Regions from separate parts of the Ovis aries genome. Here region 1 is linked to region 2. The links are chromatin contacts, called in public Hi-C maps. All regions are on one chromosome and are shown on one strand. The core of a region is the stretch at or near the end of the contact, and the rest is flanking DNA. Distances in the headings are between cores, read along the strand shown.

What was found. Hi-C and Micro-C count contacts between places; a contact is called where the count stands out from the background.
Region 1: a Hi-C map of tail adipose tissue shows a contact between it and region 2, with 4 times the contacts expected there. The contact joins the enhancer-like site here to the promoter of ALKBH4 in region 2. A contact is called at or near these places in 6 of 16 Hi-C or Micro-C datasets (blood, hypothalamus, liver and 1 more).

What each region holds. Positions count from the first base shown.
Region 1 is chr24:35,071,725-35,077,075 of ARS-UI_Ramb_v3.0, reverse strand. PRKRIP1 (PRKR interacting protein 1) reads left to right here. Exons shown (of 6, transcript XR_009598299.1): 5 at 1-5,351. LOC121817827 (a long non-coding RNA gene) reads right to left here. Exons shown (of 2, transcript XR_006057878.2): 2 at 4,930-5,351. Among named protein-coding and RNA genes, the nearest start is that of PRKRIP1, 15 kb to the left of the region's middle. Within about 2 kb of position 3,700, at least 3 of the 54 cell types and tissues checked have an H3K27ac peak or open chromatin away from gene starts, as enhancers often do. A contact at or near this core is called in tail adipose tissue, where this site is marked.
Region 2 is chr24:35,018,554-35,023,925 of ARS-UI_Ramb_v3.0, reverse strand. It overlaps ALKBH4 (alkB homolog 4, lysine demethylase), which reads right to left and starts at 1,430. Exons shown (of 3, transcript XM_027961218.2): 1 at 1,171-1,430. The coding sequence starts at 1,194. LRWD1 (leucine rich repeats and WD repeat domain containing 1) reads left to right here and starts at 1,540. Exons shown (of 15, transcript XM_042240030.1): 1 at 1,540-1,719; 2 at 2,222-2,456; 3 at 2,553-2,669; 4 at 3,058-3,195; 5 at 3,405-3,509; 6 at 3,648-3,752; 7 at 4,226-4,328; 8 at 4,492-4,601; 9 at 4,781-4,988. The coding sequence starts at 1,640.

The sequences.
Region 1 (5,351 bases), core at 2,451-4,950, 51 kb before region 2:
TGTTTTCCTATCATTGTTTTTTCCTGGCTGCTTTCAATATCTTTAGGTGTCAGGAATTTGATTACGATGTGTTTGACATGTATTTCCTTGGATTTGTCCAGGAGTTGCGTTTTGTTTTTTTTTTTTTTTTTTCTTTTCAGGAGTTGCGTTTAGAGTTCACTGAGCTATGTGAGTCATTGGTAAGCACGTGTCTTTGTCAAATTTGGGATTTTTTCCCAATCTTTTTTTTTTTTTTTTTTTTGCTTTGTTCATATTGGATAGTTCCTGTTGATCTGACCTTGAGCTGCCTGTTCCCTGTGTCATTTCCAATCCACTATTGAGTCAATCCAGTGAATTACGTTTTTCAGAGAATTTTTATTTCCATTCGATTCTTTATACTTTTTCTTTGCTGCAATTTTGTTTCAAGATTCTTCACTCTTCTTGGAAAAATATTTCAGTGGGTACTTTGAAATGTTTGGTAGTTCCAGCATCTGGGTTATCTTGACATTAGCATTTGTTGATTGTCTTCCCCCGTTCAAGTTGAGATTTTCCTGATTCTCCACATACCGAGTAATTTTCTGTGGATCCTCGACATTTTGAATCTTATGAGACTCTGATCTTGCTGATGTTTGTTTTAGCAGACAGTCATCCTGGTTGTGTTCAGGACACAGATTCTGATCGGCCTCCTGTGGATTGTGGCTCCAGGATCCAGGGTTTTTAAAGCTTTAGCTGTGCTCTCCAGATGTGTCCTGCGGGTGCCACCCAGTGGCCAGTCAGGGTTGAGTTGAGTTCGGTTCTCAAAGTGCTCGGCAGGATGATTAGGGCCAGATTCATGCATGTCCTGTCAGGGCGACCCCAGGAGTTCATAAACAACTTTATGATGTCTCTTCTAATCTCTCGGTGATCTCCCTGGTAGTTCTGGTTCCCTGGAGGTCCCCTTTTCAGATCTCCAGCCAGAAAGTCGGGGCTCTAGTTACCTACTCTGCCACATGCTTCGTACAGTTGCCCCTGCATCCAGGGCTGTGGTGGGAGGACGAGGAAGAAAAGTAACAGTTTGCCTGGCCGTCTCAGGACCACGGCTCCTCTGATCAGAGAGAAAGGCCCCCCTCCTTCCAGTTTTTGTGCAGCAAGCCCCCATTGCCACCACAGTCACTGTGGCCCTCCTGATGCTGGCAGAGCGAGAAAAGACAGAAGCGTTTCCCCTCCCTCTGAACATTGGGAACGCAGCTTCTTACTCCTTGAACTGGAACTCGAAGGCTTCTCTCCAAACTCTGTGCCCAGTCTCCACTTCTGTGTATTGGGTCGCCCCGAGTCCAGGCCGAGGGATACTGGAGAGAAGAAAGGAAGAAACAGGAAATGCGGTATTGTTCCAGTGGCACTTTGTATTCCGGTCTCTTCTCCCATGCTGCTTACCTTTCAGAGTCCATGCATTCTGTCCTGGTGCTACACGCAGTGTTCAGTGGAGAAACAGTCAAATGGGCTTCCTCTGCGTTACCTGGAACCCACCCTCCACTTGTTTTGGGAGTGTGGTTTTTTCTTTTTTGGTTGTGCTGGGTCTTCGTTGCTGTGCATGAGCTTTCTCAAGTTGCAGTCAATGGGGACAGACCTCCAGTTGCGGTGCACAGGCTTCTCACCGTGGTGGTTTCTCTTATGGTGGGCGGGCTCAGTAGCTGCGGCTGCAGGCTCCGGAGCACAGGCTCAGGAGTTGTGGTGTGTGAGCTTAGTTGCTCTGCAGCTTGTGTTGTCTTCCTGGCCCAGGGATCTAACCAGTGTCCCCTGCAGGCAGGGCGGACTCTTAACCGCTAGACCACCAGGGAAGCCCTATTTGGTTTTGTTTTTTTTTTCACTTTATTTTACTTTACAATACTGTATTGGTTTTGCCATACATTGACATGAATCCACCACAGGTGTACATGCATTCCCAAACATGAACCCCCCTCCCACCTCCCTCCCCACAACATCCCTCTGGGTCATCCCTGTGCACCAGCCCCAAGCATGCTGTATCCTGCATCGGACATAGACTGGCGATTCGATTCTTACATGATAGTATACATGTTTCAATGCCATTCTCCCAAATCATCCCACCCTCTCCCTCTCCCTCTGAGTCCAAAAGTCCACTATACACATCTGTGTCTTTTTTGCTGTCTTGTATACAGGGTCATCATTGCCATCTTTCTAAATTCCATATATGTGTTAGTATACTGTATTGGTGTTTTTCTTTCTGGCTTACTTGTTTTTGAATCCACTTACAGGACTTGACATTTAGCTTTTGCACGTTTCAGCTTGGTGTTACTGGCTCTGTTGGTTCAGGTCTCCACAGTCCTTTTGAATTCTGATTCTGGGATTCGGCACGTTACTATGTCTTTCTGATGTTGTGATGGGCAGGTTTCATAAACGTGACCCCTTTCTGTCATTGGTAAAAATGCTGAGCCAGCCAGACTGGGCCAGGGAGCTCCATCTAGGCTGGCATGGACCTGTTCACTGAAACCCTGGGTGGAGTTATTCTCCAGCCAAGAATCAGCCAGATTCCCTCTTCTTAAATCTGACCCACAGAAGTGAGATAGAAAACTGAGAGGTCACTCGAGGTCATGGAGTAAGCATGGAATCCATAGGGTCTTAGCTCAGTGCTCTCTGGCTCACCTTGACCTCAAGCATCTCTTTGAGCAGATTTTTTTTCCCCCCTTAAAATGTAAAATGATAAGCTCTTTCTAGATCTGAAATTCTGCAACTTGGTATCTTTGCCACACGCCTTGCTGTAATGAAGATAGCATCTTTGGGGTGTGGTGGGGAGGAGTTCCCTCCCCTGTAAATCCAAGAACCCTTTTGGAACAAGAAACGGAGGTTACTTTGCTCTGAGTTTGTATTTATTGAACCTGTGATGGGTCTGCGGAATCAGTAACTTTTTAGTAATCAGTTACAGAATTGGAGAGAGGTGGCAGTATCCCAGAGCCGAGATTTCTTAACCTCCTTTCTCGCCGCTCTCTCACCACGCAGTTTCCAGTCCCTTTTCTTTCATTTGCCCGAGGCTAAGAGTCTAAGAGAGGATGGATTGCACACAGGGTGTCTGCCCTGATTAAAATGGCCCTGGGTCTCCCCCTGTCCTGAGCTCCCGTTCTATCAGAAGGATAAATGTCTTCACCCACGTCGCATTGTAGTGGTGCAGTGTTTTTTCAGACTGAGGACTGTGATCCTTTACTTACTGGGGCATGAAGTTAGCTTAGAAGTTACAGATTTTTTTTTTTTTTCCAAACATGCATAAGACAGACTAGGAAACATCAGAAAGCCTCATCTCCTGGAGTAACTATTTAGTGAAATTTTCTTTCGGCTTCCAGGTAGGCTGTGGGCCGCAGTCAGGCTTGAAACTCACTGTTACAATACGTGAGCCCCGCTCTTCCTGTGCAGTTCACACCTGTACATATTTTTGAAACGATGAGTAAAAATGCACGGCTGTATATGCTTCTCACCGAACGAGCAGGGCGGAGTGTTCTGGGGATAACTTCCTAAAGGCGGTTGTGTGCCTTTCCTGCACCTCTCAGTTCCTTGCTTGTTTTCCATTTTGTGAGCAGGAAAGGATTTCGAGGTGGTTGGAATTAATAAATCTAATGTGGTGATACTCAGTTCCGCCACAAGGTGGCTTCAGTGCGCCTCTGGGTTCTGGATGGACTTGGAGCTAAAGCGCTTGAGCTTCTTGGCTCCTCTCCAATCAGTGGTGACGGGCAGCTGGCTAGGAGTTCCGGTTCTGTTGCTGGGAGGAAAATATCCCGGCTTGTTGTCTGTGCCGGTCCAGCAGTTCAGTGAAGTGAGACTTGTCAGAATGATACCACAGGATGGCGTTAAGCCAGTCTGGATTATTAAAGCCTTGAATCCTCAAACAGTATATTCTAACACCAGTGTTAATTGTGACCCTGGCTCACCTACCAGAGACACCTTAAGATGATGTGTTGCTAAGTACATCCAGGGCGTTTTCTCCAGGGTTGGAGTCGGGGAGAAGCAGGTGAGGGAGATAAAGTGGTATAGACTTTCACTTACAAAATAAATGAGGCACAGCTGTGAAATGTGTAGTGTGGGGAGTATCATCAGTAACGTTAATATCTTTGTATGGTGTCAGATGACAGCTGGACTTATCGTGGTGATCATTTTGAAACATACAGAAATAGTGAATCACTATGTTGTATACCAGGAACTAATATAGTACTGATACTTCGAAAACATTCCTAGGAAAAGAGATCCGATTTGTGGCTGCAGAGGTCAGGAGAAAGGGGAATTAGATGAAGGTAGTCAAAAGGAACAAACTTCTGGTTACACAGTGAATAAGTACTGAGGATGTAATATACAACATGATAAAGATAATACTACTATACATTATAAATGAAAGTTAACAGACTTCTCTGCAAAAGGAAAAAAATTTTTTTTCTATTTCTTTAACATTATTGAGAGACGGATGTTCACCGAACCTGTTGTGATTATTTCAAAACTGGGGTGGGAGGAGCAGTTTATCAGCCTCAGCACCGTGGACACTCTGGGCCAGATGGCTCTTTGTTGTGAGGAACGATATCCTGTTCACTGTAGGATATTTAAGAGCATCTTGGCTTCTACCCCCTAGATGCCAGCAGCACCCACCCTCCTTTCCGTCATTGACAAAAAGAAATGTCTCCAGACCTTTGCTGAGTGTTTTCCTCATGGGGGAGAGGGACAGAAGCGTCTCAAGTTAATACAACTCCTGTTTCAGCTGGTATCTGGTGTTGGGAAGACGCTCAGTTTGTTTTGGATCGAACTGTTTGAGTGCCACGTACTCTCTATATTGGGAAACCATGCGTATCCTTTGTGTCTTCTGAGAGTAAAGGTAATACAGGATCATTTCAGAAGTGTTTAGAATACAGGAAAGGAAAAAAGTTAAAAATAAAAAATTATCCGTAATTCTTACTTTAAAAAATCACTTTAACATTCTCATGATGTTTATTTAAATTTTAATATTTATCATATAAACTTATTTACATAATATCATATTTATAGTTGTCCTTTTATCATATAACATTGTATCACAAATATTTTCCCATGTTCTTATAATTCCATTGTGCAGGGAAGGATTTTTTTTTTTCCAGTCTGTTCATTCATCTATTGTCTTGGGTTTTTGTTTGTTTTGTTTTTATTAAAGTTAACATCAGCTTCAATAACACTCAGTGGCATTTTACCTAGTATTCTTACAGTCTTGTGAATAAAATCTCAGATACCTAGATTTTAAAACAGTCTGTAAACAGTAGTGTAAGAGTAGTGGGAAAAGGTCAAGTATCATCATCCTAATAGATCACCTTTCTTTCTGTCCATCTTCTTCTCTTTTGTTTGTTTATTTGACTTGTTGGGTCTTAGTTGCG
Region 2 (5,372 bases), core at 181-2,680:
CCTGTACAGCACAGGGAACTCTGCTCAATGTTATGTGGCAGCCTGGATCGGAGGGGAGTTTGGGGGAGAAGGGACACACGTATATGTATAGCTGAGTCCGTTCTCAGTCCACCTGAAACCATCACAACATTGTAAATCAGCTATACTCAGATACAATTTTTTTTTTTAAAGTCTATCCATCAATCGACACATCCCCTCTCTCCTGCACACCCACCACTCTCCTTGACTCTGACTACCTTAGATGCTCTACCTGAGTGGAATCATACAGTACGCCTTGTGACTGCCTTATTCCACTCAGCATAACGTTTTGAGGTTCATCCGTGTTGTAGCACGTGCCGGACTTTCCTTTCTTCCTTTTCGGACTGAATAATAGTCCTTTGTATGGACCGGCCACATTTTGCTCATCCTTTCATCTGTCCATGGATACCTGGGTTGCTTCTACCTTTTAACTCTTCTGCGTAACTCTGCAGTGAACATGGGTGTACAGATATCTCTTCAAGACCCTGCTTTCAATTCTTTTGGGTCCATATCCAGAAGTGGGATTGCTGGGTCATATGGCAGCTCTACATTGAATTTTCTGAGGAACTGCCACTGTTTTTCACGGACAAAAACAGCCCCCTTCTGAGCTTCTATCAGGGACACCGTGACGGTTTCTTTACTGGCTTCCCAGCCCCCTTTCTTCTTATCCACTCCTTCCCCTCAGAGGTACTTTATAAAGTTCATATGTGATTTTAACTTTAAAACCCTCACGAGCTCACCACGGCCCTCAAGAGGAGCCCAGCCTGCCTTCCGTGGTCAGGCCCCACCGGCCTCATCTCCCTCACCTGACGCGTCACCCACCTTCCCCAGGCCTCGGCCCAAACAGTTCCCCAGCCTGAAGGCCCTCGCTCTGCGCAAAGGCTCTGAGTCCTTCTTTGTTAATTCGTAGGATTAAGGAATCTCATTTCCGTCCAGTGCCTCCTGGGACCCTTTGCCCCGAGTTTCAGCACCCTCTGCTCTCGTCCTGTCGTCTTCCCACGGGCAGGTGAGGTTCCCAGCCCGACCCGGGCGGAGGGGCAGCGGCCACGTCTGCTATCAGACTACCCCCAAGTTCCATAGGTGAACCGCGGCCGGACTGCACCGACGTCCCAGCCCCTTCTCCACTCCAAGCCCACGCCTCAAATCCCTCACCTCTTCACCTCCCAACGCCCCCATCTTCAGGGCCGCTGACACGGTCTGATCCGGAACCTGTCTTCAAGGCCTGTTTCCCCACACGAAGAATGGAGTTGTGGGCGCGGCCCCTCTCCCACCCCTCACCTGCGAGGGGTGCTGCCAGGGCGGGTCACCTCCGCGCTGCCGCTCGCAGATCAGACAGGTCCTGATGCCCTTGCAGCCGCATTCCCGGAGAACCTCGGGAGGCGCCACCGCCGCAGCCGCCATAGCAGCGTCCCGGCGGCCAGGGCGCAGGTGCGGGGCCGCGGGGGCCGCTGGGAGTGGTAGTCCGCGCGCGGGGCGCGAGCTTCGTGGGCACGCTTCCTTCCGGTGGTCGCCGCCGCGGACGGATTCGCGCGGCGCCACCTCCTGGGCTGAGGCAATCGCTGGCGCCAGCGTCGGATTCCCGTGCTGCGGCCCGGGCACACGCGGACCGCGCCTCCTCGCCATGGCCCCCCTCTCGACGCGGCTGCTGTTCCAACGGGGGCGACCCAAGAGCGACCGGCTGGGGAAGATCCGGAGCTTGGAGTAAGGGCCGGGGCCACACTGTCCGCCACCGGGGCCTGGGTCGGTGGGCAATCAGAAAAAAGCCTGGGATCCTTTCTCTCTCCCTTCGCGGCCCCGTTATCACCCCGAGCCTTTAAACACTCGGGCGAAACGCCGTCCTCTCGTTATGAGATGGGTCGGGGCTGTGGGGGTGGTGGTTCTGGGGCAGCGTTGCCCCAGAAGAGGGCCTGGGCTGCTAGGGAAACAGTCTTGTAGAAAGAATATGGAGCAACCTGTTGAGAGAGTTACAGGGGAGCTCAGAGAGCCCCCCCCAGAGGATCAGGAAAAAGCCTCTTGGAGATAGATAGCCAGCTGCCTCAAGTTCTAAAGTAGTTATAAATGGAGGCGATGTTGGGGATCAGCTGCACAGACAACAAGAAATATCAAGAGAAAAGCCATCTGAGGTGCCTGGGCTGACATGGGTGTGGGGTGGCAAGTCGGTGGGCCTGCCCCATGAGCTGGTCCTGTCTGCGCCTCTCCCCAGCCTGTCAGGGCTGAATCTGCTCTCGGAGGACTTGGACCTCAATCTCCTGGGTCGCTTGAAGCAGCTGCAAGAGCTGGACCTCTCCGACAACCAACTGGAAACGCTGCCTGCTGACCTGGGTCTGCCCCACTTGCATGTCCTCCATTGTGCCAACAACCAGCTGAGCGACGTCACCCCCCTCTGCCAGTTCCCGCAGCTGGAGGAGCTCAGCCTGGAGGGCAACCCCTTCCTGACAGTAAGTGGGTGCCCGCAGCAACCCCAGGCACTCGATGGGCTGGGGCTTAGCCACAGACTGGGTGCAACCCTGAGCCGCTCTTCCCTCATCCTCCAGGTCAGTGACAGCCTGAAAATCACCTTCCTCCTGCCCGAGCTCCGTAAGTTCAACGGCAAGGATGTTTCCACCACTCGCTCTAAGGCAGAGAACCTGAATCGGGAGCTGACCACCAGGGTGAGGAACCGGGAGGAGTCCTTGGTGCTCGGGAGCCTTGAGGAGTGAGTGACAGAATGGGGTATTTGGAGAACTCCGAGAGGGGCTACAGCGGCCCTGAGACCCTACCCTGACCCAGGGCTCTGAGCTTGGCCTCTTGTTCTTGTGCAGGCAGGGGACGTTGAGACGTTTTCATGGTGACACTACACTGGGCCAGCTTTTCCCTTCAGGGACTGTTTCTCCCTATGGCTCGCTTGGGTTTGTGCAGCATGCAGCCGAGAAGACTGTGGTTCCTGGAGGCTTCCCGGAGGCGATGAGAGCGACGCCTCTGATCTCTAGAGACAGGCGCCACAGAAGGTCCAGGAGAGCTGGGCTGGCCTGAGCCTGAACCTGGTCCCTCTTGTACCAGGTCGCAACTCACTGGAGGAAGTTCATGGCTGCACTGAGCCCAGAGGAGCAGGCAAAGGCCCAGGCCAACTTTGTGAAGTCAGCTGTCAGGAATGTCCGCTACGGGCCCGTGTCGCTCAGCGAATTCACCCAGTGGCGGGTATGCCCTCCCAGCTGCTTCCTCCCTGGCTTCCACAGCCCGAGCCGCCCTGGAGGTCGCTGGCCACGAGAGGACGTGGGGAGTAGGGCAGGTCAGGGAAGGTGGCCCTGGGGGCTGGAAAGACCCTTCCCCAGCTCTGACTGGCTGTCTGGGAGGGGCTGGAGGCCCCGGGACCGTGCCCGGCTTCCTGACGGCCTGCTCCCACCCAGGTGCGGATGATCTCTGAGGAGTTGGTGGCCTCTGGTGGAACCCACGCGCGTGAGGCAGACATGCCAGAGGGGCCCCACAAAGCCACAGCTACCCAGGAGCCCAGGGTGAGTGGGGAGTAGGGCAGGTCAGGGAAGGTGGCCCTGGGGGCTGGAAAGACCCTTCCCCAGCTCTGACTGGCTGTCTGGGAGGGGCTGGAGGCCCCGGGACCGTGCCCGGCTTCCTGACGGCCTGCTCCCACCCAGGTGCGGATGATCTCTGAGGAGTTGGTGGCCTCTGGTGGAACCCACGCGCGTGAGGCAGACATGCCAGAGGGGCCCCACAAAGCCACAGCTACCCAGGAGCCCAGGGTGAGTGGTTCCGTGGGGCTCCCAGGCTCCTTGGGCCTGCCTTGGCCCTTCCTGCCTCAAGAGGCATTAGGGAAGCAGGGGACCTTGAGATATGCCCAGGAGATGGTCTCCTGTGCTAGAGTGGGTTCCCTCTGACCCTGGTACCCCTTGCCTCCCATACCCCAGGAGGGTGAAGTTGCGTCTGTGAGAGGGAGGAGGCAAGCCCTGGGCAGATGGGCGCCTGGTCACGACGCCTCAGCCTGGCCCACCCCCTCCTCCACAGGCGAGGCCTGTGGCCTTGAGGCGGCCAGGTGACACCCCACTCAGCCTCTCGCCCCAGAAGCGGGTGTGCACCTCCCCGTTGGCGCCGGTGGAGGGCAGCCCTGTGGGCTCTGAGAGCAGCCAGGTGAGCCCTGCGCGGCGGCAGGGAGTGCGAGGCAGGAGAGAGGGCCGGGCCGCCGCGACCACCCTCTCCCCTCACCCCTCTCCTGCAGCTGGAGCCCCTGCACTTCCTGCAGTGCCACAGCAAGAACAACAGCCCCAGCGACCTGAGAACGCAGCTCTGGGCCTGCGCCTTCGAGCCGGCCTGGGATGAGGGTACACACTTCGGGGGCAGGGGCCCTGGGAATGCCACCTGCAGGGGCTACCTGGAAGGGTAGGGAGCAGGGAGGGACAGAGAGCTTAAAGTGTCATCCAGGTCAGGAGGAGTGACTGCTGCGGACAGCTGGAAACGTTTTCACCAGACTGACCTCCCAAACAGGGCAGGCAGGGGCCACGTCGCAGACCGTGGCCACGTGTGGTGGGGAGGCCGTGTGTGTGATCGACTGCCAGACGGGCATTGTACTACACAAGTACAAGGTGCCTGGCGAGGTGAGTGCCAGCACCTGGCTCCTGCGAGGTGGGCAGAGCCTTGGCTCCTGGGGGCAGGAGTGTTGAGGTTGACGGGCCAGACTCGGCTACCTGCTCACCAGGTGGCCTTTGTCTTTGGTGCTGGACTGGGGTTCCCAGGTAGCTCTGCCCCTCGGTGATTGCTCCTCTCCCCGCCCCAGGAGTTCTTCTCCGTGGCCTGGACCACCCTGACGGTGGTCACACAGACCGGCCACAAGAAGCGCTGGAATGTGCTGGCGGCTGCAGGCCTGCGTGGGCTGGTCCGGCTGCTGCACGTGCAGGCCGGCTTCTGCTGCGGGCTCATCCGGGGCCACAAGAAGGCCATTGCCACCCTCTGCTTCAGCCCCACCCACGAAACCCACCTCTTCAGTAAGACCCTCCTCCCACACCCCCAGGGTTCCCCTAGTACCTGTGTCCTGCAGCCTGGCACCTCGGCTTCTCCCCAGGGTGGGCCTCACATCAGCTGCCAAGGTCAGCTCAGACTGCGGTAGGAAGCACGAGGCTTCAGGGACACCTGACCTGGCTTCGGATTCTGTCTTGTTCCCCCAACCTGCCTTGCAGCCTTGGAGGTTTCTCAGAGCCAGGGCAGTGTCTGCCATCTGGGTGGGTACCCCAGCCCTCTGGGTGTGGTGAGGTGGTATCTGAGCTGTAGCTGCCTGGTGTGGGGCACGTTAGGTTCGAGCAGGATAAGGATGGGGCCCTGGGAGTCCTGTCTCCCAGCTGTGGCCCTCCCTCCCTCCCTGCCTTGGAGGG